Regions from separate parts of the Mus musculus genome. Here all the other regions are linked to region 2. A link is a contact called in public Hi-C data. All regions are on one chromosome and are shown on one strand. The core of a region is the stretch at or near the end of the contact, and the rest is flanking DNA. Distances in the headings are between cores, read along the strand shown.

Evidence for each region. Hi-C and Micro-C count contacts between places; a contact is called where the count stands out from the background.
Region 1: a Hi-C map of the N1E-115 cell line shows a contact between it and region 2, with 6 times the contacts expected there. The contact joins two enhancer-like sites. A contact is called at or near these places in 3 of 484 Hi-C or Micro-C datasets (the N1E-115 cell line, embryonic fibroblasts and stem cell-derived neural progenitor cells).
Region 3: a Hi-C map of the N1E-115 cell line shows a contact between it and region 2, with 5 times the contacts expected there. The contact joins two enhancer-like sites. A contact is called at or near these places in 1 of 484 Hi-C or Micro-C datasets (the N1E-115 cell line) and 3 of 115 datasets of contacts at active chromatin or transcription factors (embryonic hindbrain, embryonic midbrain and stem cell-derived neural progenitor cells).

The regions. Positions count from the first base shown.
Region 1 is chr8:109,183,753-109,188,017 of GRCm38.p6, reverse strand. All of the region lies in intron 5 of D030068K23Rik (RIKEN cDNA D030068K23 gene), which reads right to left. The region is part of intron 1 of 4922502B01Rik (RIKEN cDNA 4922502B01 gene); the gene reads left to right. Among named protein-coding and RNA genes, the nearest start is that of 4922502B01Rik, 64 kb to the left of the region's middle. Within about 2 kb of position 2,032, at least 48 of the 459 cell types and tissues checked have an H3K27ac peak or open chromatin away from gene starts, as enhancers often do. A contact at or near this core is called in the N1E-115 cell line, where this site is marked.
Region 2 is chr8:108,479,960-108,484,182 of GRCm38.p6, reverse strand. It overlaps a transcript of Zfhx3 not described here. Among named protein-coding and RNA genes, the nearest start is that of Gm39243, 9.8 kb to the right of the region's middle. Within about 2 kb of position 2,617, at least 34 of the 459 cell types and tissues checked have an H3K27ac peak or open chromatin away from gene starts, as enhancers often do. A contact at or near this core is called in the N1E-115 cell line, where this site is marked.
Region 3 is chr8:107,940,811-107,945,026 of GRCm38.p6, reverse strand. No RefSeq gene overlaps it. Among named protein-coding and RNA genes, the nearest start is that of Gm39242, 110 kb to the right of the region's middle. Within about 2 kb of position 1,981, at least 25 of the 459 cell types and tissues checked have an H3K27ac peak or open chromatin away from gene starts, as enhancers often do. A contact at or near this core is called in the N1E-115 cell line, where this site is marked.

The DNA of each region.
Region 1 (4,265 bases), core at 783-3,282, 700 kb before region 2:
TAAGCCATTGTCCATGTTTTAGCAGATATGGAAATGGGAAAGGAGAAGAGGATGTTTATGGGCAATTATTAAATAGTGCAGAAAAAAAACAGAGTCTTTATTACAGTGGTAAGGGAGAGAGGAACGGAGAGAAATTTCTTTCCACAGATTTGCCTTTGTGATCTGGAAGGTGCTGTTCCCCTGCTTACACTCTGTTACCCTGGCAACACACTCCTGTAAAATAAAGATTATTAAAGCGCATATGATTATTTTGCTGCTGAGTGAATAAGACAAGCCGCTTCTGAAATGCCTTATCAGAGAAATTCAATTTTAGACCAAATTGTGTTTTTGCCTCCTTCTGGTTCTCCCTCCCCCCGCCCCCCACTTCAAATAAAACCATCATCCCCGCAGTTACCACGCGACAGTTACCACACGACACTTTGTTACTTATTCACACCCTCGGTATTTCCAGCTTTCTTTTAATTTCAGGAAAGCCTCACCCCCATTTTCATTATTGTCCTCCCCCCGCCCTCAAGCGGACTACCACTGTTTGCAAATCAGAATTGGAAAGTAATGTGGCTAGGCTTTGATTTGATTATTTAGGACTTGTAAAAAATATCGGGTTCTGTACCACACATAAATGCTTATATTATACACCCAATAAGCAATATTTCACTGAAGAACGGCGTAGAAAGTGAAGATGAGGCATGTGGTGGTCCTTTAAAGGTTGCAGATGCAACTGCTCCAGTCACCCACAACAGCCAGGCTTAGTGTCCTGGGCTCAGTGTCCTAGTGACGGCGTCCTAAGGTGTGCAGTTACTGCAAAGACGGGCAGCTTCACAGCTGCAATGGCTGCCCGGTGTACCTTTGTTGTCTGTTACCTCTGTATTTGCTATTCAGTCAGTGATGATGACAGAGAGTTATGAGGAGGGCAGAGATTATTCAACAGACTCCATAGGCTCTTTTAATATTCTCCTGATGAGATAGTAACATCAACTTTGCTAGAGCTGCCATGTGATTTTTTTTTTTCCTAGAAGCTGTACCTTTGAGTCTCTTCAGGGTCCAAGTGTAAGTCAGTAGTGATAGAAAAAAAAATAAGAAAAGGGGAAAAGGAAAGAAAGAGAGGAGGAAGGGAGGGGGAGGAAAGGAAGAGAGAGAGAGAGAGAGAGAGAGAGAGAGAGAGAGAGAGAGAGAGAAATTGGTACCTGTAAGCTTGTATCATTTCCATACAGTATGAAAAAAAAAAAAAAGAAACCATTTAAAAATGTTAAATATAACAATTAAATCAGCATGGAAGGAGAGGTGGGAATGATGGAGTCTGTTCAGAAAAAAAAAAAAAAAAGACTCCAGTTGAGGCTGTACAGAGTAGATCCATAGCCTGTCTGTGAAACCTGCTGAGAGACATGGGTGCACAGAAACAGCACCAGGCGACCTGTATCCTACACGGCCAGGCAGTGGGCAGCTGAGATGGATGTCACTGCCTTCACCAGGACTGTTCATGGGACACGTCCTTACTGCTAGAAGGCACTGGCATGTAACGGGATACTGCCGTGTCTCACCACATACATGCACACACACATCCTTGCAAAAACACGTGCAGCAGCGTCTGGTGTTGATATTCTAGTCCCACGTAATTGCTTTCCTTTATTTTGTTGACATTCATTTTCAAGCCTGACTCAGAACCACCACTAGGAAAGTAAGCAGGTAGGGCCTTGGTTGTCAATTTATTTATTTTTTTTTATTTCACTAACTGCAAATCTGTGCTTGTTTGCAAGAAACTTACGGCATTTGGTACTTAGCAGTGCTAGAAATCCCAAGAACAAGTAGGATGTTGTATCAGTTTCTTTGATGAAGCAAACCATACATCCTATTATTCACTGTATGTGGGTGAGCTACCACCACCAGGAAGCTCACTCCTGGCTGTAATTCACTCCCAGCACTGCCCAGAAGGTGTCACCACAGCCTCATTGGCTTCAAGGATTTGGGGACAAGTGGGGAGTAGGAGGCAAAGGGAGAAAAACAGACACAAAGAAGGGGAAAAAAAGTGTTCACGCAGACAAAGGAAAACAAGACAATGTGCCAGGCAATAAAACTCCCAGAGAAACCCAGACATTCGCCCAACCTAACAGTGTGACTTGCCCAGAGGAGAGTGGCCCTCCGTTTGTTGGTGAAGGCAGGAAGTGGGAGAATGGAGGCAGAGGCTGATCCACGCAGGCATTTTGTGGAGAGTAAACAACACGTGGTGAACACTAAGCCTGGTCCAAGATGCCCATCTAACCTGCTCACCTGGCTTTCACCTGTGGTGGTGGTTCGGTGCTGGACCATACAAAGGGGACCTAACAGCTGCGAAGCCATGCTAGGAAGAGTCAGACGACATAGAACACAGTCTTTTTTTTTTTTTTTTACTGCGGAAGCCACACAAATTAACTCCAAATTACTGCTACAGTCAGACAAGGAGAAGCTTCGAGGCACAGAACTTGTTGCTGTAGTTCATCTTGCTTGAGGTGGTGGCTTCACTCATCTACTAGTTGCTAAAAGCCACCCCGTTTACAGCACGACAGCTTTTAATCTCTGCTCTCTCCCCCAGCAGCCCCCCCCCCACCGTAGTTTAATTAAAAGACAATGAACCTTTTAAAGTAGTCAGACGGAAAATATAAAATTGCCCTGTTCTATCAAAGCTTAAGACATTCTCGTTCTCAGAACATGAGAGGAATTCAAAGTAGCTCACTTGGTGGTTTATTACGCCATGGTCCCTCTGTGCCATTCTTTATCAGGGCTCTTGGAATAGCTATTTGAAACCAGAAAGGCGGGTCAACCTCAGACTGATAAATAGTCAAAATTACAAACAAGCAAGCAAGTAAAAACAGCCGCATGCGATCAACATGGTGTAGTCTCTAGGTCATTGTGTGTGATATTTATTTCTAGAATGTCACTATACATCGAAATTGCCCCTATGTGTTAACTTACAGGAGTCTAAAATAGGTAGCCTTTCTGACTTAATATATTCTCAGTTTAAGAGTACAGGAGCTATAAGAAGATTTAAAAATAGTAAATGTTATTGGATGATAGGTGGGTATGGATACTTAGCCTTCTTCTAACTCCACAGCCTAAATCTATTAATTTTGGCAAAGGGCACCGAGACACATCCGTGTGATTTGAAATGTTTCATGGGAGTCTTTAAGCATGAAGATCCCGTCTAATCTTTCCAGACATTAAGATGCTTCATCCCGAAGACCCCTTCATAGCAAATTGTAAGCTGTTCTGTTTTATGCGCTCTGACAGGATGAAGGGCTGAGCTGGCCCTAGAGGGATAGGAGACGGACAGAGTCTGAGGAGTTCAAACTTGAGATTTCCAATAAAGCACCTCCTACAATTAGAAGACAGCTATGGCAGCGTATTATTAGATAGTTGCAGGGCACGAAGAACTACTTTCTTCTTCTCACCTTAACACGGCCCTAAAATGCCCGCCGGAATCCGGCTTCGGCAGTCCGTCCTCCCAGATGAGCACCCAGGTTCTTACGGTCGGTCACCTACTTGAGTGCTGCACGGCACACCTCATTCCTGTTCTCTGCTACCTTCATCCTTGATTTCTTACAGATTCAAATCTGCTTGGTACTCCTCCCCAGCCATCCTTACCCAGCATCCTTGAGTTCAAGTTTCTCGAATGGGTTAAAGACTTCTACTTTTTCTCTTTCTTTTGGGTCTACCAATCTCCAAAAAGGAAATTCTTACTGAATAAGAATTGTTGTTTTCAGATGTCTATTATGAAAATCCTACTTCCAAAGTGTTAGAGGATGCCAAACCATCAATTAATGTAATGTCAACACTTATTTTCCTGGAATGAGGCTTGTGTTCTATTCTTTGAATCATAAAATAGATTTCCCTTTAGAACATACAATTATAATAGTATATTTTACTTTTTTATGTATTTATTTATTTATTTGGTTTTTTGAGACAGGGTTTCTCTGTATAGCTTTGGCTGTCCTGGAATTCACTTTGTAGACCAGGCTGGCCTCGAACTCAGAAATCTGCCTGTCTCTGCCTCCCGAGTGCTGGGATTAAAGGCGTGTGCCATCACGCCCGGCATATTTTACTTTTTTAAAGTCCCTGAGAACTAGTTCTCGTGGTATCAGAAGGCTCCACACAGGCTTCCAAGCAACTGATAGCCCTACCCTGCTCTATGGCTCCAAACTAAAACAATGACCGCCATGGCACAATTTGCAATAGGGGCACACACAACTTGGTGATAACCAACAGCTGTCAAATTGGACTTAAGATCCTCTCAA
Region 2 (4,223 bases), core at 1,368-3,867:
CTAGGTGGTTGACTGGAGTGGGTGGACGAGACAGGCAGATCCCTGGAGCGTATCGATCAGGCAGCCTAGCAGAACCAGTGAGGTGCGGGTTGAGTGGGAGATTCTATCTCAATAATAAGGTGGAGAGCGATCAAGGAAAGGACCCCACTCGACCTCCAACTCCCGCATGCGCATGCGCATGTGCATGCGCACACAGAAAGCTAAGGAAGAAGAAAAGCAACAGCATCTTGGGCTGTCTGCTGTGTGCTGATAGACCCAGACAGTGGCAGGACTTCATAGTTTAAGAAAGCATGGGGAAGACAGACAGTGTGTCAGTGAGCCAAGGGAGGCCTATCCGTGGGAAGAATGCCAGGGAGCAGAAAGTGTCGGAATCACTTCGCCATCCTGATAAGCACTTGAGTAGAGGGGGCTCTTTCCAATAAGCCCAAACCTCTCGTATCTCCACACCCTTCAGTTTGTACCTAGAAGCTGAACCTCAGCTACCCCAAAGGCCTCGAATCTAAAGCACACATGCCTGGGATGAACACTGAAAAGCAAATGGAGCCAAAACCTTCGTGATGTCAGTTTTCATTCAAGGAGGAGTCACTCCGCAATCTATGGGCTTGAGCAAAGGGGGGATTGAAAGCTATTCTGTGTAAAATTCAAACAAATAAACAAAGAAATAACCCTACCTTTCTCTAAATTTCTAGGACCATTTAAGTCCTAATTGACTAATTCAGACAAAGATAATCACATCAATTAACTAGACAGCCATCTTGTCCTCCATAGACTCGGTCTCCCTTAGTTGTGTGCGAAAATCAGCAGCGCTGAAGGCTCCGCACCAAACCAAGGAGGTCACTGGTTTAGAGGGTGAATATGGTGACTCTGTAACAAGGTCAGTGGAAACCAACCAGGAAAAAGCAATTCACATAGCAGACACTGGCCTGACTTCCTGGGGAACACCTCCTTAGGGTGTTTGCTCTGTTCTTGTCCCAGTATGGACATCACTGACTCCAAAAGCGAGGAGCTCAGTCCTCTTGTCCATCAGACTCAGAAGCTCTGAGCTCAAAGAAGGGCCTTATCTTAGAGCTGTGCCCAGTCCTCAACCTTCCCAAGGCTATGACCCTTTAATACAGTCCTGAGTGTTATGGTGACACTTGCCTTCTCCCCTGCCCCCCTTCCCCGCAGCCACAAAATTATTTGTTGTAACTTCATAACTGCAATTTTGCTACTGTTGTGAATCTTAATGTAAATATCAGATATGCAGGATATCTGGTAGGCAACCCTCAGAGGGGTTGTGACTCACAGGCTGAGAACTACTACTGGCCTAGATGGTTGTTGTGAATTAAGAATCTTTGCTTCTCCTATGGAGCTGTAAACCCCTTCAACTCTTCGAGTACTTTCTCTAGCACCTTCATTGGAGACCTTGTGCTCTTTGAGCATCCACTTCTGTATTTGTCAGGCACTGGCAGAGCCTCTCAGGGGACAGCTATATCAGGCTTCTACCAGCAAGCACTTCTTGGTATCCACAGTAGTGCCTGGGTTTAGTGGTTGTATATAGGATGGATTCCCTAGGTGGGGCAGTCTCTGGCTGGTCATTCCTTCAGTCTCTGCTCCACACTTTGTCTCTGTAACTCCTTCCATGGGTATTTTGTTCCCCTTTTCTAGGAAGGATCGAAGTATACACACTGTGGTCTTCCTTCTTCTTGAGTTTCATGTGGTTTGTGAATTGTACCTTGAGTATTCCGAGCTTCTGGGCTAATACCCACTTATCAGTGAGTGCATATCATGTGTGTTCTTTTGTGATTGGGTTACTTCACTCAGGATGATATGTTCCAGATCCATCTATTTGCCTAAGAATCATACTAACCAGTACCTCCCAGAGCTCTCAGGGACTAAACCACCAACCAAAGAGTACACACGATGGGACTCATGGCCCCAGCTACATATGCAGCAGAGGATGGCCTAGTCGGTCATCAATGAGAGGAGAGGCCCTTGGTCCTGTGAAGGCTTTATGCCCCAGTGTAGGGGAATGCCAGGGCCAGGAAGCAGGAGTGGGTGGGTTGGGGAGCAGGGGGAGGGGGAAAGGGAAAAGGGGAGAGGACTTAGGGAGGGAAACCAGGAAAGGGGATAACATTTGACATGTAAATAAAGAAAATATCTAATAAAATAAAATAAAATAAAGAATCTTTGCACCCAGAACTGGTAAGCCCATATTGTGTGCCCAGGGCTGATGTAAAGCAGGAGAAACACCAATCAAATTGGCAGGGATCATGAGATGCAGCCCTTTTTTTTCTATACTCCAGGACAATGGTGAGCCTAGCTTAGCTGGCTTTGCCTTAGTATATTTTCCAATCTGGATGGTTACACGTACCCCTGAAGGTCTTGCATGTATTCCCATGTGCCTGTGTGCACCTGGCTTTGCTTTTGCACGGACTCAGGGCTTATCTGCCATGTCTGGGCCAGTGGGTTCGGTTTTCCTTTGTGTGAACATTCATCTGCCTGGGCCCATCCCCCTCCGGCCTCTCCCCCACACATTAACCTCAAATCTCAGCGCATGCTCCAGGGTCTTGCCTGCGTTGGCTGCTCCTGGGCTCGCAGCATCCCTGCCCCCTTCCCTCAGCCCTCTTATCTAAAGCAGCATGTCACTGCAATTTTATGGTCAACATTACAGACTCAAGCCCTCCTTTGAACCAATCGCACTGCACTGAATATGTTAAGGGAATCCAGGCTTTCTGAAAGGAGCCTGCTTCCTAAGCCCTACTGCCTGACCTCTCTGGGGCTGCCTCCATAAATCTGCCTCACCTGATGGGAGATGGGCTTTTTAGGATCTCTCGGGGTGCTTTGAGGCAGCAGTTCTATGAACTCCTTGCCACAATAAATAATGCTACCTGCAATATGTCTTTGAGAGTGTGTCAGTGGCGGCTGTCCTGCCATGCATTTTTAGCATTGTGCCGCCTGGAAGATAGATTCCAGATTCAGCATTTGCTCGCACTTAGTGCCAGATCCCTTTACCCTTTTGCCCCAGTGGAGTGACAGAGACCACAAATAAAATAAAATAAAATAAAATAAAATAAAATAAAATAAAATAAAAATAAAACGAGGGGGAAGAAAAAGCAGCCTAGGAAAAATGATACAAGAAGAGGGAAAGAGTCACACATACACTAGTGACTACCTGGTAATCTGATGGCAGAGGCTAGGCTGGACAGAGGAGGAGGCTGTATGGGGGTGTGGGGGTGGGGGTGGGGAGGAGTAGGTCTGGATTTCTCAGGAAGGAAGCAATGGACCTGGAGTAGCTAGAGAAGAGGCTGTTCTACCAGGCAGAGTGCCCGGGTAAGAGGAAAGCCCACGTGTAGATCTACCATCTATCATGAAGTACAGAGGCTCACAACTCTTTGCATGTAAGCACATTGGTGGCCATTACATTGGGTAGATTCTAGATAATTGGTCCAATGACATGGAGCAACGGATTTGGAAACAGCCCAGGGACAGCATCCGGGGGCACTGCTGTGTTCTAGAAGCTCAAGACAATAAAGGAAGTCACGGACTGCAGCTTAGAAAGAGCAATCAGCCTCCCCTGCCCCAAATGGCCCTGCCTCGCGCATCTCCACACAACTGGAAATGAGAGTCCGTGCAGTCGGGTGAGTTTTCCTAGTTACCATCTCTGCAACTTGAGCTCGCCGGCAGTGCTAAAGCCAACATTCACCACTGCGGTGCCCGAGAATTTCCGATCCTTTGAAATGCCCCGAGTCCCAGGAAGTTTCTGCATTAATAACTTTGCCAGCCTGTATCTATTACGGCGGGAGAGAGCCCAGGAAAGGAAGAAAGCAGAGATGGCTTTGATATGTTAACATCGCCCAACGGTAGATGCTTTCATTTTACATACTGCATCCTCTTTTAGAGGTGATAAAATCCAACAATGCCCAGGCCTGGCTTCTGTGTGTACTGAGATCCACTCAAACCCTGCCTGATAAGAGAGCCCAGGACTGCAGCAGATTCCTGGACCCGAGTTTCAGGACGATACCCACAGGAGTCACCTAGGGATCTGATGGGGCAGAGTCTGGTTCAGGCAGTCTGACCTGGGCCTGAGCTGCTGCTGCCACTGCTGCCTGAACTACTATACTGAATGGGTTTAGGGACCACAGACTTTTTACTGTGCACAGCATTGCTCTTGTCAAATGGCAGTGGATACTTCAACCCTGAGGGAAACCCAGGGTGTTCTTTTCATCCTTTATATTGTGTCC
Region 3 (4,216 bases), core at 732-3,231, 540 kb after region 2:
ATCACAGCACCCGAGAGAAGGGAAACCCCGGGGATGCCTGCAACTTAAGAAACCTGAGGTTGGGCTGCACGGCAAGCAGCTATCATCAACAAGCCCCAGTCATGGCGGGCTTTACTTTAAACACGACAGAAAGGAGGCAAACGCATCCTCCGCTGTGTTGTCTGAACATGTTTAAGACACCCATCTGCCTCCCGCGGGCCCGGGGGTCAGGTGGCTCTCACATCCATGTTGTTCCCGGCACCCTCTGCCCTTCTTAGCATAACTTCTGAGAAGGGTCTCCATGAACTTGACCCTGCTGCTTCGCGCTGACGATTCTCCTTCTTTCTGCCTGCCAACTCCGCCCCCATCCCAGCGTCCGGGCTTGTTTTCCATCTGTGTATTATTCTTTGTGAATAAAATTATCCAATTAGGAAATCCATTTAAAGCCCTTAACAATAACAAGGGAGGGGGGAAAAACAACTAATGGAGTTGCTTTGGATTTTCTTTTTCAATAAATTAATGTTAGTGACGTCTGTGAATTCCTAAGTGCCCCTTCATACCATCCGGGCTATTGCAACAAGGACAATTAGTTCCAAGTTGCTATACCGATTTTCTATACCTTAGGAAATCCCAAGGAGCAGGATACTAGAAGGAGTCAAAGAAAACTTGCTGGCTCACAGGATGAATTTGACCAAAAATAAAGCTCCAACTCTAAAAAAAAAAAAAAAATCTTTGGAGTTTATATGTATATTCTTCTTCATTTCCTTTTTAATTATACACACATTTTTAAGGGGAGAGGAGAGAGCCTCCCCCTTCCTCCCATTTGCAACTGCTGTATGCACATTTTCAGGTGTTGCGTATAAAACAGGCTAAAGGAGGACGGTAAATGTCCCGATTTCTGCTGCTTCTCACACTGGGTTGGCTGGGGATTTGCTTTGTTCGCAATCAGCCTAGTTTGGTTTTGTTATTAAAGAGAGATAACGCTGTACGCCTGAGATGAAATTGCATTTTCCTTACTGTCAATGGTGAAAACCTTGGCCACCCTACCGATATAGTGAAAGATTCTCTCTCTCTCTCTCTCTCTCTCTCTCTCTCTCTCTCTCTCTCTCCTGCCTCTGTCTCTGTCTTTCTCTTCTCATAATAAAAATGTTTTAAATCTCCTTTCCCCTCCTGTTTTTTCTTTTCTCTCTCTTTCTTTCTTTCTTTCTTTCTTTCTTTCTTTCTTTCTTTCTTTCTTTCTTTTTTTTTTCTTTTCTGCTTACTCAAAACCAGAACTGAAGCCCCATGAAAAGGCCTTGTAATCCAGCCTTCTGTGTGATATCACAAATTAGTCATCTTCTCTTTCCTGGAGGTTGCACCGTCCTCTTTTTTTTTTTTTTTTTTTTAAATAAAAGCGGAGGCTAGAGTGGTGTTAGATTTTGACAGTGAAGGGTTTGCACTGATGGACCAAATAATCATGTGCACTGGGCGGGGGGGGGGGGGGGGCTGGGGGTGCAGATCTGGCACTGACCACTTAAAATTCAAATTTCACACTAACGATAAGTGTAATCATCTCAATCAGCACCATCACCATCATCATCATCACAATAAAAAGATGCATTCCGCGAGCCGGTGACATCAATCAACCACGGTGCAGATCAGAAGCAGTTCTCCCCTCTTGCTGGCTCACCCTGGCTGTCTGACACTAGCTTCCCCCTCCCCACCTCGCTGTCCTCCCCACCACCACCCCCACCTCACCCCCAGCTTGGGAGAAGTGATCACATTTAATTCATTACATCATTATGTCATCTCCATACTAATCTGTGCCCTCATACCTCCGCCACTTTGACATGCAAATGAGCTAGGGAAAAAAGCCACACATTAATATAAAAAAGTCACAGCAATCTTGTCATGATTTCCTCCCTCCCAGCCCCACAACACACTCCCTCCAATCTCCACCTCCCCCCCCCCCCACCCCATCTCTCTTTCCAGCACGCTGTGCTCGCGATCAGAGGAAACAACAGCAATCTGTTGAAGATCAGACGCTGAGACAGGGAGGTGGGGGGGAAGATACAACACATACACGTGTCGGCAACGCGGCCAGGAGTCCTATTTACATATTCACATGAGTTCCATTCTCAGACTGCTTAAGCGGGGAAGAAGTTAGGTGGCTCCCCCCACCCCAGCCACCCTCCCAGATCCAAAGAGAGACAAGCTACTGAGAGAAGAACACACGAATACATAGGGAAAGGGGAGGGGGGGCGCTTAGGAAGAGGGAGGGAGAAGGCAGAGAGGGAGACACACCAGCAAGAGACAGAGAGAGGGAAGAAAAGAAAAAAGAAAAGAAAGACTTTCACATCTACCTTACCTCAGCTAGCCTGCTTTCTGTAGCTCGCAAAGGGGGTTCCCTGTGGCTCCTTTACAATTTTTGAGACCCATCCTTCAGGCTCTCTCTCTCTCTCTCTCTCTCTCTCTCTCTCTCTCTCTCTCTCTCTCTCTCTCTCTCTCTCTTCCTCCTCCTCCTCCTCTCTCTGTGTTGTGACTGGGTTTAAAAAAATAAAAAATAAAAAAGACAACTCCATGTTAGGCTCCAGTCAAGGAGGCATCTTGAAGTCCAGGGCTACTGGGGGGCGGGAAGAGAGGAGGAGGGTCATAGCTTAATGCCTTACAAAGGAGAACCTGGGCTCTGTGCTTTAAAACATCTCTCTCGCATACGGTGACTGACAAAGGCAAAAACATATAGGGACTCCATGTGTACTTGGAGACATCTGTACATTTCCCACTAGTCTCCCGGATGCCAGGAATATTCAGATTGGGAGACAAACACATGCAAGACAATTAGGAGTCCCTTCAGGAAACCCCATGGCAGATCCACTTGGCTTGCTGATTGCAGAGGGAGCCAGGCAGCCAGGGGCTTTATTTGCTGAATCACATTTGTGGTAATACCTGGGTAATAATAACAGACAGGCTGGAGATGGGGGCTTCAGCCGCCGCCGTGATTTTCCCAGCTTTGATCAGTTTTCAGCGGTACATTTCTGGTAATGAAAACGTGTGAACATGTCCGCAGATTTTTTTCCCAAGTTCTCTCTCTCTCTCTCTCTCTCTCTCTCTCTCTCTCTCTCTCTCTCTCTCTCTCAATAACTAAAAAGAAATGAGAGAAGTGGGGGGGGGTTGAGGAGAGAGGGGGAAAGGAGAGGGGGGAGAGAGAGATTGCAATTTAATATATATCTACGCACTAATAATAAAAGCCCTTTCTCTATATATTCTTTATGAAGAGCAAGATTGGTATGATCTGAAAACAGAGGACCAAGGCAGACGCATCTGATTTTCTAGTGGCCCACTGTATAGCATTACCCTAATTGACTTTATTAGCTCTGGTGAGATGCTACCGTCCCTCCAAAGAACCTGCCTTGGAGGACAGCGACACACAGCACTGAGGAACGGAAGCTGATTCCAGGAAATTAAGTACTGCTCTATTCAAGTGAAAGGAATAAAAAATTTTCAAAACATTTGAATGGTGGGGGAGTTGAGTCCTATCTCTCAACCAGTTCATTTCAACCGGGGTGGGGGGGGCGGGGGGCAGGGAGACATCAGCTGTCCGAGGAACCTTTAACAGGATTGTGATTCTGAAAACTGGCTTGGGGGTGGTGGTGGGAGGGGGTGTTTGAAAACTGGTTTGCTGCATCAGTCAAAAACTTAAACGCCATAGACAGTGTTAAGCTGGAGCAGGGAAGCAGGGGGCAAATACTACCTTGGTGAATGTGTAAGTCCTGTGCAAATGTACATTCACCAACTAATGTGAGCATTATAAAAATGGGATAATTCTAGAGTAATGTCAATATAGGGATATATGTGTGTGTGTGTATATATGCATATACATATACACACACATATATGTATGTGTGTGTGTATATATATATATATAAAGAGAGAGAGAGAGAGAGGTCAGACACAAGGACCCAAAGGCAAGTCATTATATAAATGACCACACATGTCACATACAGGAGATTAGCTTTATATATCTACAACTGACAGGATGGAAGGAAGAGGAAGGGAACAAGAAGGAAGTATGTATGTGTATATATATGTGCATGCATGAATGCATGTGTATGTATGTATATGTATGTATTTTTGTGTATGTACATTAAAAAGATGTTATCTTTTATAGTAATAAAGAATTTGGGAGTGAGTAGTTGGGCGTAGGTGACAAAAATGTTAAATACGAATTGTTTCTTTATCTGAAACAGAGCTCTTGGTA